Regions from separate parts of the Capsicum annuum genome. Here region 1 is linked to region 2. A link is a contact called in public Hi-C data. All regions are on one chromosome and are shown on one strand. The core of a region is the stretch at or near the end of the contact, and the rest is flanking DNA. Distances in the headings are between cores, read along the strand shown.

Region 1 (6,577 bases), core at 2,018-4,517, 240 kb before region 2:
GCAATCCTAAATGGCTAGATCTTTACCCTAATTCTAATGTAATGCGTCTTCCAAGAACGCATTCCGATCATTGACCTATAATGATTAATCTCATTAAGAATAGTGGCATTCCTAGATATATTTTTAATTTTGAAACAATGTGGCTTCGCCATCTGGGATTCCAAGAAATTATCAAAACCTCCTAGCATGATAATTATTTCTATCTAAATGTGGTTAATAATTTTGCCAATAATGGTGGAAAGCAAAAATGCTAAATATAGCTGGAAGAACTATCCTTATTAAATTGATTCTCGCAGCTATCCCTACCTACGCAATGTAAATAAATTTACTACCTAACAAAAATATTCACCACATCGATCGTATCCAGAGAAAATTTCTTTATGATACTACTGATGAAAAAAAGAAACTTCATCATGCAAATTGAAACCTCGTCACCCTTCCAAAATCCCAAGGAGGACTGGGCATGCATAAATCCGAGGAGAAAAATTCTGCTCTCATTTCTAGCCTTCACTAGAGATTTGTTAAGAACAAATCCCAATTTTGGGTCAAAATTCTCCAAAGTAAGTATAAAAATAGACGTACAGATAACCATCTTCATCATATATCGTCAGACTCCTACGTATGGAAAAGCCTTAGCAAAAATCAAAAAGTTTTTTCTCATAGTATTTCTTGAAATGTAGGAAATGATAATAATATAAATTTTTGGAGAGATAGATGGCTTTATAACAACTATAACCAAAGAGAACTCATCCAGGGCCCCCTTTCACGACAAGACACCAATCAAACTCTTTCTCAAATCATTTCAAACGACAATTGGGATACTTGTGATGTATCTATACAAATACCACCAGATATCTTAAAAATAATCCATAATACTTACATACAAAAAATGGAGCCTAAACTAGACAAATTCTTCTGAAATACTTTATTTCTAGGACCTTTCACCACTTTCTCTGCTTATATCCTTTTCCTAAATTCATCAAACAAATTTCTATCTACAAACAATCCTACTAACCTTTGGGTTTGGAAAACAAACACTTCTAATAAGATAAAATACTTTTTATGGCTTGCCACTATAAATAAGCTTCATACAGATGAGGTTCTAAATAAGAAGAATGTAATCCCGACAAGCTTCTGTCGTTCTTGTTTTACTGTAACTGAATCTCTAACGCATGACTTACTAACTTGTCCTAAAGCGCTAGAAATTTGAACCCACTTTAGTCTTTCTCCATCAGAAAATAATTTCTTAAGAGATATAAAAAAAAAATTCTTCCCAACAATACCATCGATTTGTGTGGCAACATACCTATACCTCTCTCTATTTTGACTCCTCTAATTCTTTGGTCCATTTGAAAGAATAGAAATGATTATCTCTTTAAAAATGCGATCAATTAACTAAATGTCCAAAAAGTAAAATTGGAGGCTATTGAATACTTTCACTTAGGATACCCTAAAGGAAGGTTGGACAATAAACGTAAAATCTTATTCATTAATGTCAAATGGATTACGCGATCAGGGGAATACTATAAACTTAATATTGATAGAGCATATGACCATTCAACTAATTATGGCGGTGGGGGAGTAATCATCAGAAATCATGATGAGAATTGTATAGCTGGAATGACGTTCTCACACATGGCCACATCGGCTCTACAAATGAAACCTTAGCAATGTATTATGGGTTACGTTTGGCTCTTGAAAAGAAATTGACCCCTATTATTGTGGAAACGGACTCACAGAGACTTATTCAAATATTAAACTCAAAAAATGAGGATATCTCACATTTGATTTCTGATTGCAGATCCATCATTAAACTGTTGAATGGACCTGAAATCTGCCACGTCTACGGAGAGGCAAATGTAGTAGTGTACAAATTGACATCATTTGGAAAGTCACAAATATAGTGCATGGAGAATAATTCAATAACTTTTATTTCCCCCCTGCTTTTTATTTTGCAAGAACTTCAGAAAGACTCAAAGTTTGGGTTCTACCCGGACAATTTCAATTTGTAATAACTTTTAAGTTTCTGTTCTAATAAAAATCCCAATTTCTAGCCAAAAAAAAAATAGGTGAACAAACAAATAATTTGAATAAGAAATGAATTAAATGAGTGGTTTATAAAACAAAATTAATAAGGTAAAGGACATATTTTACCTTGTAAGGTAAAACAGTCTCCCAATCTTGCACTACAATTGAAATAAATTCTCCGCTAAATACTCCTTCCGTCTATAAACACTTGTTCACTTTTGAATTGACATATGCCTTAAGAAACAATAAATGGATGGATGATTTTACTATATCAACCTTTGAATATAATAATTTTTTTGCTTTGCAAAATACAATGAGAGATGTATTTTATTTAATATCAAGGGTAAAATAAGTAAAAATGGATAAATTATCTATTGATTTCATAAACTGAACAGATATTGATGGACATCTCAAAATAGAAAAGTGGATAAATAAAAATGGACGAAGGAGTACATTTATGTCATTAAATTTCCAACTTCACCAACTTTTTCAATCAAAGAAAAGGTAAGTGACTCTATTTACCTTGTAAGAAAAATCGTGATTTTACCTTACACTTTACCATGTGACTAACGCCGTAAACTTTTTAATGGATAAGGTAAAAACCTGTGTTTACCTTATCCATTTTAGAATTTTTTTCATTTAGATATTGCCCTTTTAAAATTTTAAATAAAAAAACTTGCCCTTTAGGCTCCGAACACCATAAGTTTAGTCTCATCCAACAGAAGTTTAGAAATTTAAAACTAGCCTTGTAAGACACAGCTTGTACCTTACAAATTTCCCATTGCAAATATTTTGTCTTGTAAGACATAATTTGTTGGTTATGATTTTTTTAAGACATAAATTAATCGTATGCCTTATACGACATGTGAGCTTTCCAGATTTATTTTGCCTGCTAAGGCGTAAGTTGTGCCTAAGGTTTTTTTTTTTTTTTTTTTTTTTTTTTTTTTTTTAAATCTGAATGATATTTTCAATCTCTTTTTTGTTAAAATGACTAAATTAAGGACCACCCTAAAACAAGAGCATTCGGGCGACTGACCCTATGACTTTAAGCCCCACCAAATTCCGAATTCAACGTACTGGAATAATCTCTTGTATTTTCAACTTTCAAAACAAAATTGGATGCCCACCCAACACATTCTTCCACTTCCTGAACATTATTTTATTGATTAATCAAAAGCTGTTACTATAACCAAGTTCTGATTTTACATGACCTCTTCACCTTTTCTTGATCAAACAGGTGTGGCATGATGTGCATTTCCATGAATTTTTAAGCGCACTATGAACCCCACATAAAAAATGAAAGCACTCTATTAGATTGTTTGATGTCTAATACTTACTAGCATGTAAAACATCCAGTAAAAGCTAAGTTAGTTCCTTATTTTCTTGAGTTTGATACGTAAGAAAACAAAATTATTCTAAAATTATTTTTATATAATAGACAAATACTATAGGAGGAGAAAATGAGAGTGAGGGGGTGGAGTGGTGGGGATAGAGGCTATGGGAGGTGTGGGTGTAAAAAATGTGTATTGGATGGTCAAAAAGACATGATCAATGTGCCACTTGCACAACTTGTTTTTCCTACTTCTGCTAGGACAATTGTTTTCCTAGAAAATATTTTCCAAAAATTTTAATCAATCAATGAGAATTGAAAAATATTTCCTCCGTACTGAATACACCCTAGTCTTAGCATTTGATAACTGAATCGTCTCTCCTTTTTCAACTAATAGTATTGCTTATTCCTTGGCTTAAAAACAGAAATGAGATGAGAAAAAGCTGGCTACTTCATTTACCAAATTTATGTGAGAAGAAAAACCTAGTTCTTTTATCCTGTTTATAACTGGGCAGCCCGGTGAAACTAAAGCTCCTGCTATCCTGTTTGTAACTACTAATACAAATTCTCAGCAGCCCTGCCATCATGCTAATGTTACATGTATGATGAAAAGAAAAACGGAAAAAGAAACCCCAAGGAACAACAATGACAACACCGGCTGTAGACACTGATCAATACAGAGATTTCTAAAGAGTCTTGAAGATGGTTAAATAAGCACTGATGATAATCTATTACCTGCTCTATCAGCCGCTCTTGCCTTGTATATAACACTACACAGTCAGTTGGATTCTTCATGATTCATCCAACAACCTCCTTCTTGTTCACATCTAGATATTTGTTGTTTCTGATATCATTTTTAAAAGAAGTAACAGTCTGAAAAGAGTACTCACTCATCATTGTGAATGATGTGGTTGAGAATAGTACACCATTCCTCCAGGAGGCTGGGGAGGCTGGATAGGTGTCAAAGGACGGAAACTAGGAGGAGGAGGTTGTTGAGGTAATGGTGGTACTTGTTGCTGTTGTGCTACAGCCTGCTGCTGCATCATCGACAATGGTTGCTGTGTTAAAGACACCATTGTAGTCATATACGAAGGAGGTGCTGGTGGAGGTGGTACAGATGGCAGGGCAGGAATACTCCCATAACCATAAGGGCTCACCATTCCAGCTGATTGTTGCAAATACTGCTGGGATGTTGGATTAGGAAGTGAATGATATTGACCCAGAGCATTTGGCATTTGACCATGCACTGTGGGATGAGGAACCAGCGTTGACTGATAAAGGTTACTTGGGGGAGGATTAAATAGCTGTTCTGGCATTAAAGCATTTGAATCTGATAGAGGCTTTTCTTGTTGTGATATAAAATTGTTGGTGGCTGGATACGATGAAGGTCTTGACAGCCCAGCAGATTTTGCCGCCTCAGCAGCAAATGTAGAGAGGACCGATGACATGATATACTGAGAGGAGCTTGAAGCTGTAAGCTTGTCAGCTACCTCAGCTGCAATTGCTGCAGCTGTCTTCTTGCTTGTTTGTCCTGCTGTTGCACAGGTGTCATTTGATGTAGATGCTGTAGCTGGAGGCTTTCTTTGTCCCACATAATCTTCATCATCCAGAAGCTTTCGCATGTTGCTGGCTTCCCCTGCCTGTGCTTCTGCCACCTGAAAATCAATTAGATAAAATTAATTTGTATTATTATCAACTTAGTGTTTGACTAAGAAATCACGCAACACACTTAAATATTCAGAAAGCTAAAAAAGAAGAAACAATTGATGTAGGTAAAAAGGATGGAGAAGATTAGCAAATAGACCAACTGAAGCACTATACAACCCCAGCCACCATATTCACTCCACGACAGAGAACCATAACATAAAGCAAGTCCAGACAGAATGGCAGTCAGTGTACCAGTATAACAACTCAGCGGCTTCAATTGCCCAAATCCATTTTCTATCAAAAATTCTATATATCTCAAGGCTCAAGTAGATCCAAATTTCCATCTTACCCATGTCTTACGCCACTGTACCTAAAATATGGCAGTGTGGAAACAAGAAATAACAATAACATCGATGTTCATACAATGTTCACACATCTCTCCCCTTTCCAATTATTTGTGGAGGTGTTCAAGAAGCAACATTGAACCCAACCCCTCCCCTTTCCCTCTCATTATATCACACATTGAAGTCTTCCTTCAATGCAGTTATATTTTCTGCTCTCCAACAACACCAACACAGCTACTCCACCCCCAAGCCCCCAAATCCAAAAGAGAGGGATAAGGATAAACCATATAATTAATAGCAGTTCAAGAAACAAGGTAAAAAGCTTAAAATGAATAAGTGAAAAAAAACCTGTATCTGAGTCCTAATGCTCTCTAGTTCAGATTCCTGACAAAATTAAGAGGCAATGAGTTGGACGATAAGTATAGTACCAAAATATGCCTAGGATAGGAAGATTAAACAAATGCTTTTATCACTTACCTGTTCACTTAGTGCTTCTCTTAACTGTGATACAAGAGCCAATCTATTTGCCTCCACAACTTTAAGTTTCTCAATACACTGTTTCAAAATACTTTCTTCCTCCTCCAATTCTTTGGACAAGGTTTTTCTCTTTGGATATTTTGCTGCAACACAAGATAATATGCTCTCAATTCTCAATCGTAATTTACAAGTAACAAATTTTGGGAGAAAGAAACCATAAAGAGATGTCTAATCTATCATTCTGTCAAGGTCTCACAGCTGTGTAATTTCATTAATCTCATTGGTGTTCAGGTCAACTTGCCTATACCAGTCTATACAGCTGGTAAGTATAGGTTTCTATAGTATCCTGTCCAAAAGGCCGGGGCAGATAGGTGCCGACCGAGTATGCCAGTTGGCATTCGAACAAGAAATCTCCATGCTCTTACACCCATACCTCAAACACCAGGCATCCCCATAGGCATAATTTTTTTAAAAAAATTCCTTTTTGGTTTCCTTTTTACACATTCCTATTATGTTTTCTGTTTTTTTTTTTAAAGAAAATAAAAGACATAACTTTGTTCCTTTTAACGTGGAAAAGTTATACAAAAATGAAACACACTCTCGGATTGAGAATCAACTATTGTTCTTTTGATAATTGCATCTTACTAAATAACAGGCTTCAGCATATCCTCATCCTCCACCCGTTTTTAGATATTGAGGTGTATAAAGTTCATAATAGTTCAGGTTGTTGTCAACATAATAACCAGTCCAT
Region 2 (6,615 bases), core at 2,289-4,788:
TGTTCTTTATTGTTTTATAACAATAATATCACTCTTTTAATATAATAAATGTAATGTCTTGAGAAATTCATTGAAAGATGAATATTATTTAATAAAAAAGTAAAATAAATAGAAAAAGATAAATTATCTATTAATTTTTCAAACATAAAAAATATTGTTGAACATTTATTTTTAATAAAATAAAAAAGTAAAAATGAACGAAGAAAGTATTAATTTTCTCTCTCCGCTCTCCTAAATGACCTCTTAATCTAAACCTTGATGAATAGCTTGGCCGAAGGTGGATGACCTCTTAATCTTAAACCTTGATGAATAGCTTGGTCGCCTGCCAGCCACCTCCGATGGCTGGTCACTAATTTTCCTTGTGATTTTTCTTCTCTACACCTCAATCCTAGTGATGCTCCTATTTCAGTTAATCCTAATTTTGCCTATGGAAAAGAGGTATGTTATATCGGTTGTTATTTATTTTGGGTTTTATTTTGGTGAGAAAATGATTTTAACCTTCTTAAAACCATTTCAAAAAAAAAATTGAGAAAATTTCAAATAATTTTAAGAAATATTACAGATTTGCCACTTGATTTTTGTAGAAAAAATCAAGAAAAAAATTTAAAAAGAGTTTCGAAAGTTGAAAATCAGAAATGCTTTAAAACTAGATTCTAGGTAAGAGTTCAATTAACGCCTTAAGAAGGTCCTTAAGACAAGAGTTCAATTAACGCCCTAAGAAGGTCTTTAAGACAAGAGTTCAATTAACGCCCTAAGAAGGTCTTTAAGACATTTAGGAATGTCCGTTTAAAACGGTTTACCAAAAAGAAACTAACTTAACTAATTAAAGTGACAAATTTTTATAAGGACTTGATTTTATATATATATATATATATAAAAAATATATATTAAAAACATTCATTTAATCATTGAAAAATGACATTTATTTATTCAAAAGAGAAAAATTTTATTTGAATTAAACTAAGTAATAGTTTTTCGGACTTAAAAGGGGAAATGAATTTTAATTTCGTAAAAGAAGAAAATTATGAAATTATTTTCTTATTATTAATCGTTATAGAAAAAGTTGATAATACCTTTAAAAAAATGTTAAGAGAGTGTTGAATTTAAAACCTTTATTGATTATGAAAAGTTGAAATTTATAAGAAAATTTAGTCTCTTGAGTTTAAAGGAAATTATTTCAATTCAAATATAATGAATGCCATTTCGGAACAAAATACTTGATTTTTAATGACTTATTTTAAAGAGAAAACTGAAGGAATCAATTTAATTCGTTTTAGATAATATAAAATTATGTGAGAAAATTATAGGTTAACAAAATCGAGATAAAATAGAATGACGACAATTTAGGAAATTATTTAGTTTAAGTAAATAAAAATAGAGTTAGTACACATAAACAACAATAACATAAAAGTAAAAGGAAACAAAAGTTTAAGATTTGGGCCTTTGTTGGCCCATTAGCAAGCTGTCCAGCTTTTGGACCTCATTCTTATGGACTCGGTCCATTTTCTGAAGTGTATACCAGCTGTATATTTACAGCTTCAATATCTGCCTTTTTCTTGTATATTGCTGCATATATAGTGTATATCAGTGTCTAAAACTGCTTGTTTTCCCTCCACTTTTCATCATAAATCGCGCAATGATGTGCAGCTGCTGTTTTACAGTGTATATCTGCTGTATATCTTCTTTTTACACACGTATACAGCCTTGTTTCTTATCTCTTAGTCCATTTTTTGGGACTTTGGTCTTGAGGTTTTGACTCGAGACAGTGTGGACCTCTTTGGCCCATCAGAAGATGCGAGGAAAGAGTACAAAGCGGACCCAAACGAGTTCATGCACGAAATATAAAATGATAAGGATTAGTATCCACCCAAATATGCGATAAAGTTGAGAAATAACTAAAAACGGGAGACAAAAGCAACCACATCGCTTTTAATCACATTATCTTCAAATAGTGTTATACTTATTCTGTTAAAAAATGAAACTCAAACTTAGTCTATCAAACAAACCATACTAACCTATCATGATAAAAAGTAACTTTGAAGAAAAATGAAAGAAAAAATTGCAACTAAAGAAAACAGGTTGCAAAATAAGGTGCAACTTCAAACTACTATGGGTTTCAATCATGCCAAGAAATCAGGTACTACTATATATTATTTGCAAGTTTTTCTCATTTGGCTAGTATTTGGTTTTATGTTTCTTTTCATTATTTTGCCTAAATATTGTTAGGTGACAGAACGTTAAGGAAGTTTGAATATTTCAGCAATGGGTTGGAGCGGCTTTGGAATTTTGCAATCGTACAAAGACAACAGAGAGACTCGAGTCCAAAGAATGTATACTCATATAAACTTTTATTTGTCACATACCAAAAACAAACAAGATCATGGTAACTACTTTCTTTTTGACATCGAGATCAGCTTATGCGCATCTTAACTAATTACATACATGATCAAATGATTCTTAACTAATTACATGATCAAATGATTCTAAAACAGAACAGTGTTTGAAGAGGCGAATCCCTCATGATTTCCCAAACTAATAGCTGTACCTCAACAGCTAATAAAAACTAAATCGATGACATGATAAAAACAGAAGACTTCGTTTTAAAACAATGAATTCGCAGGTAACTTAGGCCATGACTTACAGAAAAATCAACCCAACCATACCATTAATTTCTCAAAAAATCTTCAAGCGGGACTAAAACTTATAGAAAATCTCAAAGGTTTAAAACTTTATTCTTTGGAAGAATTAATTCAAAAGATAGGCAATTTCAAAGAGTTTGCTTAACACATTCTTAAGGCCTCGACTTTCGAGGTATGGATATTCCAATTAGAAGGGAAACGATGAATATAAAAGAAATCATTCAAACTAGATAGGACTACAGATCAACACTAAACGAAACATCATCAAGACGAAACAAAGAATCCCAGCACATATCAACCCAGGAAATCAAACACAAAACCTATGGCGGCTTTCGGAAAAACTTCTACAACACATAATCCCAGCATCCATTACTATACTAAAATAATTTATACGCTAGTAAAGAAAATTGCTACGACACAAGAAAACTGGAATAGGGGAGGTTTTTACCTTTCTCCGGGCAGCGAACTCGACGACGAGCCTTGACGAAGAAACTTCCAACACTAAACTCGGAGTTTAATTTTTGTCGGAATCGAGCTCTTGAGTCCGTTTCTTCGAGAATTTCTGGTTACGAAGGATTAGAAGCACGCGCAATCCTCAAATTTTTCCCAAAAATCTTCCCCCTAACCTCTATTCATCACTATCTATTTATAGAAGAGAGAATAGGGTTTATTTTCGGATTTGAAAACTGAAATTGAATTGATTTCTTCAGAAAAAATTTGAAATCCACTGTGGGACAAAAGGAGAGCCGTTGGGCATTAAATATTTGCCCAAACTGGATGAACACGTTCTGAGAAAGGGGAAAGGCGGGCGAATTTCAAGCTGTTCTTGGCTGAAGCCGTTGTTGACGCTGTTGTGTTGTTGTACGGTGGGTTGAAATTGCGTATTTTGGCATTGTTTTTGTTGCTGGCTGTTTAGATTATTGTTTGAAAAATTATAAGGTGTGGGTCGGGTCGCAGGGATCATATTTGGGCTGGTTGTTGTTGTTTTAGGCTGTTGGTTGAAGCTGCTGATGGGCTGGTTTGGTTACATGTTAAGCAGGAAAAGAGAAGAAAAAAAAAGGATAGCAATACTTTTCAAAATTATAGCTTATAGCAAAAGTAGCAATATTTTACCCACTTTATAGTAATAGAAGAATATGTATTTTCCAGTTATGCATATATATTTATGAGTAATACATATATATTTGTATATGTATTTATTTAACAACATTTTACTTAAATACAAATACAATTTGTTATTTTTCGTAATTATCAAACTGTTGCTATAAAAGTTATAATTAAGGCTATAGAGTTGTTATTTCTGAAATTTTCCCCCCAAAAAAGGCACTGGGCCAGTTGTTGTGATTTGGCCTAGGCAAAAATTGTTGTTGCTTAATAGAGCAATAATTATTAACTCTAATTATGATCATTTTAAATAAAATAGTCACAATTTGAATAAATTTGGATAAGGTTAAGATAAAATTATTTTCTAATTAATTTAACAAATTTCTCAAATTTAATAATTTTAAAATAAACCTTTAAATAAAACAGAATTATATTTCATATTTTTTTCAATAATAATAATAATAATAAATAAATAAATAAAAATTAAGAAACTAATTATGTCATCAATTTCTTATTTTCAATCGATAAAAGTAGAATATTTGCAATTTAATCAAACTTTTCACTTTGAATAAATTTTAAAATATTTTATTTAACTGATAATTATATAATAATGTATAATAAAACACTAAATATGTTAATTTCACCTAAATTAAAAAGGCAGGATTGAAATTTATTTCAAAATAACTTTAAATAAATATTTTAAAATTATTTAAAGCTGAGAAATTCAAAAATTAATTCGGAATGTGAAGGGCAAAAATTAAGTGTCAACAACTCATAATTCAGAAACCATCTCTTTTAAGGAGGTAGTCATGCTAAAAATTGTTCCAAATGTCAAAAAGATTAAGGAGGAGGTGGATATGATGAATAGAATTGAGAATTTGCAATTTGCAGTTATTCGTAAATTCACTTATGATTGGTCGGATCTTGAAGAGTTGAAAAAGATTATTCCGCAAAAGTGTGACATTAGAGGTTATAAGACCCTTAAAATTTAGATCAACTTATTTTTAACCTTCCCATGTTTGTAATATTAATTTTTGACTTGAATTATGTTTAGAGATGTTAAAAGGGTAATTTGAAAAAGTTTCAGAATTTTCGAAAAGGATACAGGGCTATTTTAGAACTTCGAGGCAGTGAGCCTCCGCATTATCGCTGTGTCATGGAGGTTACCCTCTGCGATATTAGCGTGGCATAGAGGGTAACCTCCGCTATAAGTCCGTGCGACGCCAAGGGTTAAATTTCATCCAATTTTTTTTCCACTTAAGGGTATTGGGCTTTCGGTCCATTCACCTTTTTTCACAACTTATAAACATACAAGGGACCCTTTTTCTTTAGTTTTTAAAGATCAAACTCTACTTTATTCCTCTTCAACTCTCCAACCAAGAAAGTGTAACACCCCATATTTTCAGACTAGAATTCAAACAGTCGTTCCTATGCGTATGTTCCCAAACCTAATGATTCCATGTTAGTATATGTGTGTTGATCAATTTTATAGTGTGGGAATACTTTTGAATATGAATTGAGGTCACAAAAATCTTCTAACTCAAAGACGAGTTGAAAACTTTTCTATCAATTAAATTTTAGTAAACGTTTCAACTTGGGTCAAATTTCAACGACCATTAATCCTGGTATATAATGAGTTACATGACTTATTATATAAAAAATGAAAGATTTTAGAGTCTTCTTTCCAACACAACTAGTTTCACCTTAATTCGATACCAGAGTAAAAAGTTATAGCCATTTTACCAAAAGGTGTCCGCCGACCAAGTAGGGGCCGATCTGCACTAATATAACGTTTTTAAAAGGGGTATTTTGGTATTTTCCTCACCCTAAACTTCTCACCCATGAATTAAATCATACCATAAGCATTATTATTCATCTTTTATCAGTTTTAAACATCTCATAATCCTCTTCACTCTCAAGAGCAAGAAAAAAATTAGGGTTTCTTTCAAGGCTAGATTTCAAGCTATATCAAATTTCTTCTCATTAAAAAGGTATGTGGGACAAATCCTAAACCCCATGGGGATTGTTTACTGTTTTAGTAAGCTTTAAAAATATGAAATTCAATATATGCATAGAGTTTGAGATTTATTTGAATATCATGAATCACTAAACCATCTTGGTAAAAAGTATGTGTATTTATTCTTATGAAGTTTTCCCTAAACTCGTACTATTTTCATGTACCCGTGTCTTGTACTTGAAGAATTAAATTGAGAGCATGCATTACGAAGATCCCTTTTTCGTCATAATCCCATTTGTTTTAAAGTATTACGGGTTGCTCAATTGCAAGGTATATCGTACAGGTCACATGTTTTACTATTAATTATGGACTCAATGTGGTCATGATTTTCATGAGAATAATGTTTGCTTGTTATACCTGTACTTTTTATGTTAAATGAAAGATTTTCATACGAGTTACGAAATAGTTGATCACCTTATGTTGAAATCTTGAAAAGTGGTGTTTTGCATGAGACAAAACGTTGGACTCCATGTATCACGCATGGTTTATGTCGGTTAAGAGAATCTCCCTAAACTAAAGTATTTTCCATTGAGATAAGATATTTTCCTTTAAAACTAAAATACTTTTCCTTGATATGAGTATTTTTTTCCTAAAGCTTGAAATGAGATATTTTCCTAACGTTTATGAAATGCCTTCAAGTATGTTCAAAAGTTATATGATTTCGAATTCCAAGTATTTGAGTTCAAAAGAGTTATGAGTTCTTAAGCATTGAAGAAGTTTTACTCTCCATGAGACATATGTATGAGTTGAAAGTATTGCTTAAAGTTTTCTTTAGCCTTGAGTAATGAGAATAAAAGAAGAGTACAAATATCAAAGTTGAAAGTATAATGACTCACGAGATTGTGTTACATGTTC

The links. Hi-C and Micro-C count contacts between places; a contact is called where the count stands out from the background.
Region 1: a contact with region 2 is called in a Hi-C map of leaf, with 2.9 times the contacts expected there. The contact joins two enhancer-like sites. A contact is called at or near these places in 2 of 5 Hi-C or Micro-C datasets (leaf and placenta).

What each region holds. Positions count from the first base shown.
Region 1 is chr12:63,881,846-63,888,422 of UCD10Xv1.1, reverse strand. It overlaps LOC107873249 (regulation of nuclear pre-mRNA domain-containing protein 1B), which reads right to left. Exons shown (of 7, transcript XM_016720015.2): 5 at 5,827-5,969; 6 at 5,698-5,733; 7 at 3,792-5,013. The coding sequence ends at 4,252. Among protein-coding and RNA genes, the nearest start is that of LOC107873249, 7.6 kb to the right of the region's middle. Within about 2 kb of position 3,267, at least 4 of the 5 cell types and tissues checked have an H3K27ac peak or open chromatin away from gene starts, as enhancers often do. A contact at or near this core is called in leaf, where this site is marked.
Region 2 is chr12:63,646,299-63,652,913 of UCD10Xv1.1, reverse strand. No RefSeq gene overlaps it. Among protein-coding and RNA genes, the nearest start is that of LOC107874226, 190 kb to the left of the region's middle. Within about 2 kb of position 3,538, at least 5 of the 5 cell types and tissues checked have an H3K27ac peak or open chromatin away from gene starts, as enhancers often do. A contact at or near this core is called in leaf, where this site is marked.